Linked DNA regions of Lactuca sativa: region 2 is linked to region 1. A link is a contact called in public Hi-C data. All regions are on one chromosome and are shown on one strand. The core of a region is the stretch at or near the end of the contact, and the rest is flanking DNA. Distances in the headings are between cores, read along the strand shown. Region 1 holds the start of LOC111912873 (F-box protein PP2-A13). Region 2 holds the start of LOC111912872 (ribulose-phosphate 3-epimerase, cytoplasmic isoform).

The links. A called contact is a pair of places that touch in the nucleus more often than the background predicts.
Region 2: a contact with region 1 is called in a Hi-C map of seed, with 8 times the contacts expected there. The contact joins the promoter of LOC111912872 here to the promoter of LOC111912873 in region 1. A contact is called at or near these places in 4 of 4 Hi-C or Micro-C datasets (bud, leaf and seed).

What each region holds. Positions count from the first base shown.
Region 1 is chr7:6,701,857-6,707,378 of Lsat_Salinas_v11, forward strand. LOC111912873 (F-box protein PP2-A13) reads right to left here and starts at 1,505. Exons shown (of 3, transcript XM_023908607.3): 1 at 1,094-1,505; 2 at 797-915; 3 at 1-718. The coding sequence starts at 1,414. The coding sequence ends at 286.
Region 2 is chr7:6,944,375-6,950,022 of Lsat_Salinas_v11, forward strand. LOC111912872 (ribulose-phosphate 3-epimerase, cytoplasmic isoform) reads right to left here and starts at 4,184. Exons shown (of 9, transcript XM_023908605.3): 1 at 3,997-4,184; 2 at 3,722-3,889; 3 at 3,034-3,038; 4 at 2,834-2,896; 5 at 2,647-2,753; 6 at 2,489-2,586; 7 at 2,325-2,417; 8 at 2,212-2,253; 9 at 1,743-2,115. The coding sequence starts at 3,847. The coding sequence ends at 1,954.

The sequences.
Region 1 (5,522 bases), core at 255-2,754:
AATGTTTACAACATCAAATTGACACTATTGTGACACATTTACAATCGTTCTACCCAATTTAACTCTAAAAAAACAAACTAATAACAATTTCTCCCTAAGCTCTAAAAATCACCAAAAATGTGTTCAAAACCGACCATTAAGACATTACAATCATTGTCTAACAAGAATTTCAATTCCAATGTGAATTGGCCATTTTGTAGGTACTGGACTCTTATGTCTGATTTATTTATACAGTGTCTGTGTCTCGGCCGATTCATAATAGAAAAAGGGAGGGGAGCATTGTGGCTATAATATAGCTCTAAAACTTTTAACCAAGTCACTAGGGCATATGAGAACCGAATCAATGGATAAACCACCTTTTGTGTGTGTGCAATCGATTTGAGTCAATGAAAACTTTATCTTTGTGGGCGTATTTGGATCATCAACAACAAAATCTCCGACGTGGTGGTACTCCCAATTCCCGGTGTTTTCCAAGAAACGTTTGGAAATGGCCTGTTGACCATCGGGGGTTGTGAGCTGGAACTGAACCGGTTTTATGTCCCACCCATGGACGCTCTCATGGCCGCCGTGGGTAGCCACCCTACGGCCCGGTTTTTTCGTGAACCTCCCGAGTCGGAGTTTGAACAACAACGAATATGTCCCTGCCGGAAACTGGAACTCCATGTCTCCTTCTACCTCTAGCCACCAAATTTGTTGCAGGTATGCAATCGTGTGAAATCTGGTATATGGAAGGTATAAGTCGTTAATGGAAGATACCAAAACACAAAAAATTCACACCAATCACAATCAAATTTACCTTGATTCATCTGTGGGAATATAATTCCAGTATCTCCGGTCATCAATTCCGGTGATGGCCAATGCCTTGGAAGAAATCGACAAACATAGGCCTCCTGTTCTTTTGTCCAACCAGAATTCCTGTAACGAAAACCCCTAAATTAGAAACAATTACAAGGTTGACTTTTCCATGAACATCCACTCAACAAAACTAATTCAAAAACCAACAACTCGAAGTTATGGCGTCGAAATCGCGACGGATTTTGACTAGTCTAGAGTTGAATTTTGTACAAGTGAAAAAGGATCAGAGAAATCGAACCTTGTTTCCGCTGTCGAAAGGAACCGGTCGGGATAAGCGAGCATAAGTTTCGTTTTTCCCCAATTTGGTAGGGTTTTTAATTAGGTAGTCGTCGACCAGATGATGATAATTGGAGGGCAATTTAGCGTCCCAGATGAAATCGGCAGAGGAAGCAGCTCTGAATGCTCGATTGAGTCTCGCCAATTTGCAAATCTCCGGCGGATCTAAGTATGATAAGACCAGAGCAACACAGGATTCCGGGATGTCGCCGAGCTTGAGCTTTGATGGATGGTTAGACCCATCTGAACTGTCGGGACTTAGTAGTGATGAATTAGCACCCATGGGAAAGAAGTAGATATGGTGGTTGACGGTGGTTAACGGCGGTTGTACCGGTGGGTTTTGGAGAAGAATTCGCGGAATTGGTTTGTGTAAAATGAGAAGCAACGCGGCTTTATCCGCTCACATATGTTGGAACGATGACGTGGACATTCGGCTATTTTAGAACCGCTCGCAATTTAATTACAGGAGAAACTTCGTGAATTACACGCGCCAAATTTTGAGTCCTAAAAGTTTATTACTATTATTTTTATAATTGATTATCTTGCGTTTTAAAAGGTGTCAATTTTTTAATAGAACTTTTTGATTTTATCTAGTCATTTTGTCAATATGATAAAAATACCAAAATTCATTCGATACATATTGTACTTTGTAAGAAGTTGAAATACTGTTTTTTTATGTGATGTCGGCAATGTGTTTACCCATCTTGTACCTATTCTTTGGTTAATTGTATTTGTTTCGGTATTTTTTTTTTGTATTTATTCATGATTTTCGTGTTGATCTTTGTCACTCTCTATTATTTACATGTCTGGGGCATGACTTCTATTTTTATATCCGTGTTCGGCATAGAGTTTTTGTGAGCTTCTAACTTTTAGAGTCTAACAAAACATTTTGTTTTAAACAAAAAATATCGTTTGACACCATAAGCTTTTAACATTTAGGTGCTATTTGTTTTTTCGAAGTGGAAATTCATGAAGTCTGCAGACCACCTCTGCAATCCTCTGTAGCAGAAGAGGTGGAACAAACGACTACAGCCTATAATAAAAAACATGTTTGTTTTTTAACATCTGCAGACTGCTGCAGTAAACTAAAATTTAAATAAACTAATTTTATAAACTGAAAATAGTTCTCAACACTGAAACTTAATAATTCTAGTCTTAAACATTGAAATAATAATAACAAGAACATGTAAAAAAACAAAAATATAAAACTTTTTTTAAAAATAAAAACTTAAAAAAATGTAAAAGAAGCTAATAGTTTTATTCTAGAAAAAAAAAACTAATTTTAAAAAACATTAAAAAAGAAAATAATAAAAAAATTAAGAAAGTATTGCAAACGTTGTCTACAAAGTTTGTAAAAAATTACACACATTAAAAAAGATATAACTGAAATTGAAAATATTATTAATAAAACGGTAAAAAAAAATTAAAAAAATCGTGGAAATTATAAAAATAAATTGTATCACATCTGTAAATAAAAATTTAAGAAAATCAAAGTTTAAAAAAATAATAATAATAAAAAAGTTATACAAAAAATCTTAAAAAAAACATTTAGAAAAAATGAAAGCTGAAGAGGTTAGAAGAGGCAAGTCAAGTGTTGTGCCATGCAGCACACGCGCAGAGGTTTTGTAGACTGAAGTCTTTCAAAAAACAAACTGCTGCGAGAGGGAAAGTGTTGCGCGTGTGCTGCGCCGCGCAACAATAAGTGGTTTGAAGAGATTTTTATAGAAAAACAAACAACACCTTAGTTTAAACAAAACGTTCAAAATCCAAAAGCTACTTTATGTAACATTTAACAAAACGCTATTAGCTACAAGCTATCCGCTACTAGTTAGTTTTGTCGAAGACACCCTATATATTGTTGACCATTTCACCTAGTTAGTTTCTATTCTCGACTTACTTCTATTTGTCTCTCTTTTCTGTATTTAATCATGTTTTTTACTTGCTGATCCTCGCCCTTCTTTACTTGCAGATGTTTTGCGTTTTCAAAACCTTTATTCAGACACACACTCTACTTTATCATCATTGTATACTGACATTTTTTATACAAAGAACATTTGCACGGGTTTTTAGTGTGTCACACTACAGAATTTCACACACACACACACACACACACACACACACATATATATATATATATATATATATATATATATATATATATATATATATATATATATGGAGATTATCAAATGAGAATACCTAAAAGGTTAAGAACGCGAGAATAATTCTAGACCAATCATTTTATAAGGGTATATTAGTAACTTTATATGAATATTAATTAATGATTTCATAAAATCTAGGGATAATGATTTTAATTACCTAAAAAAATTAATATTTCCTTTTAGTTAATGAAATATATATAAATATATTTTTCTTATGATTTTTCACAAAAATAATTTATGACCGTTTCAAAAAATTACCTAAAAAAATTAATATTTCTTTTTATTTTAAATCTGAAAAGAAAATTTTTAAAAAATTATTATTTTCTACTATTTCATGTTTTTGTTTTTTTTTTTAAAATGAATAGAAATCCAATCCCAAAAAATTCAATGCATTTTTCATCAATTGAAAATAAAAATAGTGTAAAAATTATCATTTCTTCATAAAATGAATACTTCTAATCATAAATAAGTATACCCATTCAAATGAATACACTACTATTCATAAATAAATACAATCATTCACACATGAATATATTGTAATTCACAAATGAATACATCTAATCATAAATAAATATACTCATTCACATTAATACACTACTATTAAAGTATTAATAAATGAATACAATTATTCACACATAACTACAATGTTATTCATAAATGAATACACATGCTATTCATAAATAAATACAACCATTTATGCACCCCCCCTTCATGATCCGTTTTTTATTGTCGATCGACTACAACGACATCAAGAGTGAATCGGTACTGTTGAGTTCATCGTAGCCCAAGGTGGATTGAAGGCTTCCTTCCCGTCACTCCCTTTACTGTCGCTGCCAAATCAAACAAGAAGAAAAAAAAGAAGGAACCCTTACCTGTTGAATAAAATACATTTCTATTCCTTCCAAGTTGTTAAAGATGTTCATTCATCCTTTGTCATTACAATCATTTAGGTCATCTGTATTTACTCGACCCATCTACAAGAAATCAAAGAAATTTTTTGTATTATTGTCAACAACGTGCTTAACTCATTAACCACATACACTTTTAATAAAAATTAATAAAGAACGATTATAATCATCGACAAGAAATAAATATATATTAAAAAACAAACAAAAAAAAAATGCGCAAATGAATAAATTGTTAGAATAGTGTCTAAGGCTGCAACTATATTAGGCAAGTAATTGACCCGGTTGTGCATGGTCCTTTTGGGTTGCCTTCACCATAGCAACTTGATAGGATGATTTATTAAGAGAGAGTAAATACTATTAGTATATTATGAGAATAATATAAAGAATAATATATTGTTATTTGATTAATATAAGTCATAGAATTAATTGGAATTAATTTGGTGACTTAAAGAGATTAATTAAATAAGAGGGTATAAACTGTCAATTGTTTGATAGTTAAACTTTAGACTGTAAATCCATATAGATATAGATTGGACGGATTCTAGAAGCTAAAGGATAGCTTGAATCGTCCATTGCTTATCTAAGGAATGGATTTGGATAGCCTTAAGAGAAGATTATCCAATTAGGGTTTAGGTTGTAACCCTTAAGGAGTCTACAAGTATAAATAGACCCTATGGCAAAGGGAAATCGGCACTTCATCTAAAGTAAGAGAACCCTGGCCAATTTCCTCCCCTTTCCTCTCTCCCAAATCATCCTCCTTGCTATTTGGTGTTTGTAAGCCATTAGAGGAGTGACAATTGTGACTATAGAAGCTCCAAGACAACAAGATCAACAAGGAATTCAAAGGTATGATTCTAGATCTGTTTCAATATTGTTATTACACCTAAATAGTCATTAGCAGTCTTGGATTCAAAGCATGTTTAATTAGAAAGCCTAGATCCAAGCATTAAGGTTTTGCATGCGCACATAGTAAAGTTCTTATGGCTAAAACCCATCAGTGGTATCAGAGCCTAGCTTGGTTTTCATTAAATTGTTGCTTAATTGTCTGAAACTAAACTGCAAAATTCGATTTTTGTGTTTCTGATTCATGGACTCGGCGAGTTCCATAGTGGACTCGGCGAGTCCCTTGGTGCACTCGGCGAGTCCAAGTGTCAGGAATGGCCAGATTCGGGATTTCTTCATGATTATCTTATGGAAACTTACATTAATCATATTAGATCAACCCTAATCCGATTTTTTGATATATATGACTATTATCTTGATCTAATTAAAGATATTTATCAACTAATAAAATATTTAATTTCCTTATATGATAATTAAT
Region 2 (5,648 bases), core at 2,934-5,433, 250 kb after region 1:
GAATGCTGAATACTAAACACAATTGCATAACTAAAAAACTACAGCAACATCATCATTTATTTTCATCGTTTTATTTTATTTATCATAATAAGTTTATAATATCAACAATGTAATATATTTTTCTATTATAACTTTCAGTACATAAAGTTTTATATAAATCATATGATATAATTGAGACCGCATAATTTTTATCAACATTCTGAATGTAAGTATTTATCACAATTACAGAGAAACATATGATGAATTAATATATTTTTTTGTTATCAAAGTATGACTTTCTTTATATCATTATAAGGTAACTTTTTTCTACAACTCCTCCCTAAAAAAAAGTTATGTTATGATCTTCACAATAACACATATCATTCGTGAATTACGATTGAACCTATTATATAAAATATTGCCGGTTTAAAAATAAATTAAACTATTGTTTGAACATCTCATCTAGATGTGTTTTTATGTAAAAAAGTAAAATAATAATAATAATAATAATAATAATAATATGATGATGATGATGATATCATTAATTGATTTCAACAAACGAAACTCGCCGAATTAATTAAATTGTAATTTATGTTTATATTTCATTTTAGGAGATCAACGTTATACATTACAAAACTTTGTGCAAATAGTTATTTTTCATTTGAAGGCTTGTTGATTTTAAAAATATGTGGATCATTCGGATCTTTCGGTTCAAAGATGTAGATTTTGGACCTATGAATGAGGATATTCCTGAAACTGACAAACAAAAAGGAAAGTGAGCTATACAAAAAAAGAAACAACTTGGACAAAAAGAAACGAAGTGGCTTAGATAAATATTTTTTATAGATAACCTCAGACCAATCAATCAAATATTGATTAATACTTAATTTGTCAAACAATACTTGAAAACTGCTATTTTGCCCAAAAACGAAACGTTCTAGATGTTCCCAGAAATTCTTGCTCCCAATATTTTTACTATCAATATCCCAATCCAAATTCATGGCTATGTTGTTGCTTCAAACTTTAAATCACGACTAATTTAACTGTAATATTGAATTCATACACAACACATGAGAATTCGTCTAGTTAGATAATAAAAAAAAAAAAAAGGTAGTGCAAATCGAAAGAGTGTATTTGCTTATGAACGTGTGTTGGTCTTTTTATAACTAATTATTTGATATGCATGATTTTAGACATTTGAAGCTTCACTACCTTGAATCTTGAATGATAAGACGGATGTTGAAGTTGCAATCAGCATCGATGACGTAAAGGGAGAATTTTTATTTTTTTTATAGGAAGGAAGAAGGGAGTCACCACTTTAAAGTTTATTTTGATAAATTGATAAACTAGCTGAAAAGTTTTTAGCTTATAAACTTAACTTATTGATATCAATAAGTTAGCTTATAAGCTATTTTATAAACCGGAATAAGCTAATTTTATTAATTTTACCAAATGCTAAATAACAAAAAGCTGGTTTATTTTTGCCAAACATGGGGTTAATGTTAATATCAGAGATGATTTGAGGCTAATCTAATTGTAAAACGTTGTTATATTTAAATGTATAGATATAATTAACCCTTATCAAAAAGGAAACATATATTTATGTATTTATTTATTTAAAAAGATACTATTAGTTAATAGTAGTTTAACACTTTAATTCTGGTTAATTTACCGATCACCAACCAAAGTGTGACGGGCTAGTATAAAAAATGCAAAAATGGTGAAATTCAATCCAATACAATACAATGCAATGCAATGCAATGTGTAGTTTTAGCAACTGATTCATTAGAGGCACTTGTAATTGCAATACAAGTGAATAACAGCATATCATTCATTATTTCATAAGAAACAAAACTACTCTACATAATAGATAATACATATAGAGTACAATAATAGCACAATGAATCAACATAGCAAATTAAGCAACTCATATAAAGTCGGATCGGATCATGTTTTGATGTGGTTGCTGAGTCTCTATATAAAGTTGGGTTTCAAGCACTTGTTGACACTTGTTCTGAGTAGAGATATAACTCGAGCCGGCTCTGGATCTCCAAAAACTGAACTCCCAGCAACAATGCAGTTTGCACCTGCAGCAGCTGCCTCGTCAATCGTTGAAGGCCCTAAACCTCCATCTACCTGCCATCCACAAATATTTATTTTTATTTATATTTAAATATCACATATGGATATGTAAAAACATCAAGCATACAATAACAGGTTTGAAACACTAACCTCTATATCAAGTTTCGGATACTTTTCTCTCAATGTGCGCACCTATTCAACAACAAAATTTTGTCAAATCAAATGGAAATTTTAGGCAGCAAACTTCCCATAAATAAATACACCTTATTCATCATATCTGGAATGAACTTCTGCCCACCAAATCCAGGTTCCACAGTCATGACAAGAACCATTTCAACAGGATTTTCACCTTCAAGCTATCAACAAACCATCATCAACAAGGGTTTCTTTTCTTTTACATTATCAATTATCATAACATGTTACATACCAGGGGATACACATCCTCAATGGGTGTTCCTGGTTTTAATGCCACACCAGGCCGCATGCCTTTCAACTTGATTTCTTTAACAACTTCTTGCCAATTATCTGTGCAACAACTAACTATGAGCAATCTGAATTACAAATATTGTGATCCAAATAACATACCTTTAGAAACCTCAACATGAAATGTGAAACCAGAAGCACCAGCCTTTCCTAATTGATCAACATAATCAAGAGGATTTGTTACCATAAGGTGGCAATCCAGATATGCCCTGCGTCACAACAAACCTCCTTATTGCATTAGCCATGAAGTTAAAAGAGCATAGTGGAAAAAACAAAGGATTTCATTTACTTTGTGTGCTTTCTTAAACTCGCAATCACTGGAGCACCAATTGTAAGATTTGGGACAAAATGCCTGAAATAAAATCAAAGGCATGAGTGTTATTTAATAGTCATCATTTATAAAACTACAAGATTAAAGCTGACTGAAACAAACTATCTGCTAGTTTCTGATAAACAGCAGAAGATCTTTAGCCAACTCTGAAGCCATACCCATCCTGCAAATTAACATCAACAGTCTATCAGAGACAACTACAATAACCAAAGAAGCAAATTATGATATACTACAGTCACAACATGAAATGAAATTTAGATCACAAGGCTAATGTATAGAGGGTCCTGTTGGGACCAAAACGACTAAATCCAATGTAGAGTGCAGATGCAGGTCAAGAAATGAAAACAAAGCAGACAGTGAAGTGGACCAAAGTTTCTATATGACAATTAAAATCCTGCCTATGATAAATAACAACTGCCTTGCCTCAGGTATACAGAAAACACAGAACTAGTATCAAATTGGAGACAAACACAATCTGGAAATACAATAGATCAAACTCAATTAATAGATAAACATGCTCGAGTACTATCTCTGTTTACATGCCATTAAACAAATAAAACACAAGATGTGTGAGTGCTGAGTTAGTGACTTAGTGTGTTGCCAATGCGTAAGAGAGTCAGGAGATGAGAGGACAAAGGAACAAACATCATCTCAGCTAGGTCAATCATTCATGATTTCATCATGACTTAATTGCTAAATCAGGTTCTGGAGTAAATCGATACAAAAGGATTACATAGTACCACAAGTAAAAATCGACAGTATCTATTATCTTCAATAGCCAAAGCAACGATCAAATTCAATCAAAACCTGTGTTCCTATGTTGAAGGATCAAAGGAAATTTGGTACCATTATGTCCATGTGAAGCCAATCGGCACCGAAGCTGACCATGCGCTCAGCCTCTGAAGCCAGATTGGCGAAGTCCGACGATAGCATCGACGGCGCGATCTTCGCTTCCACGGCTGTAGTAGGCATGTTTCGAAGTTCCGAGGAGATATTAAAGTCCGTTTAATTGTGCTGGACCAAAAACAATAGAAGATGTTACTGAACATATTAAAACCCTAGGAATAGCAACTCTGCTGCAGTAATCAGACTTTTGGTTTAAACGGATAAGAAGTACATACCCCAAGCTCACCCAAGTCAGTAAGGGTTCGATTGAGTGATGACCTCGTAAATACGCAGCAGAAGGTACCGTAGTCGCAAATACGCAGCAGTAGGTACACCGATCGATTGAAGCTTGCAAAGTGGAGGACCAGACTAATCAAATTGAAATTTTAATTTCTAACCCTAACCGGTGCAAAAGCAAGGGCGTGTTTGGGATTTTTAAGTGACTTCTTTGAAAAATCATATTTTTTTCTGACAAAACTGCACAAATAGTATGTGGTTAGCTTAAAATTGTCATTTTGGTCCAAAAAAGTTTGGACTGGCACCACAGGTCCAAACTTTTCATTTTGTTGCGAGTTTGGTCCAATTTGCTATGAATATTTTTATAATGACGATTTTGCCCTTATTCTTTTTTATCTTTTTTTGTTTTTTTATTAATTCTATTAATTTTTGATGAAATAAATAAAAAACAAAAACCAACTAACTCCTCCGTCTCTCTCTCTCTCCACCATGTCACCGGAAACCACTGTTAATTGCCTAAAGCCACCACCACCTGTCGGAAATCACCGCCACAACCACCATTCTATCTGCATTTCATCTTTATGTTTCTTCACTCTCTTCTTCTCCGAAAACCTCATGAACTATCACCACCATTTGATGAATTCAAACATAATTTTTCCAAATATGAAGAACAAAACATTCTATTTTTTCAGATCTGAAGAACAAGAAGTATTTACAGACTTGTAAACCACAAGATCAACTAGATTTGTAAAGACACAAGAACTATTTACAGATTTGTAGAAGCTTAACATTCTTAAATCAAAATTCAAAAAAATCTATACTGATATGGATCTAGAAAGACAAACACGACGCTGATATGGATCTAGAATGACCAAGACAAAAAAATCTAGCAGCAAATACATGGCCTGAGTCATTTGAAGGTGTTGAAACCCTTTCATCAGAGCTTCCACCATCTTTAGCTCTTGAAAAAGGACGATACGTTTTTCTTTCAAAATTGTAAAAGTCGAAGCTAGGATTTTTCTCAGTTTCTCTTCCTCCCCGCCGCCCTTCCCATATATATTAGGGTTTTTGTCCTGAAAATCGAGCTACCACTGTGGGATGGGTTTTCAGATATGAAGAGGAAGGGGGTTTTCAGATCGATAGATCTGAAGAAAGTTTTTAAACTTCACCGACATAGATCCGTTCTTTTCTGAGGACATCGGAGACCTGAGCTCGTGACTGAAGACTCTCGAGGCAAAGAGGCGGATTTCGATTCAAGGTTTTCTCCTCCGTCGCTTCGTCTTCAGATCACCATGTGTATGTTTAGATGAAGAACCTGAGAACCGATGACCTCGATCTGATTCCGTCTTCTAATTTCATTTTCTTATTTCTCTGTTATTCGATCTTCCCTCTATTTTACCTTCCTTGAGTGTTTAGGGAGAAAAGTCTAAAGAAGAAACATATCTCAAATCTTGTTTTGGTTTGACGAGAGAGAGAGAGAGAGAGAGTATTTTATTTTTTGTTTTATTTTTAAATGTTTTCTAATTACAGTAATAAAAGAAAAATGTAAAATAAAATAATAAAGGGCAAATTCGTCATTATAAAATGTATCAAAAATTTTGGACCAAACTCGCAACAAAATGAAAAGTTTGGACCTGTGGTGCTAGTCCAA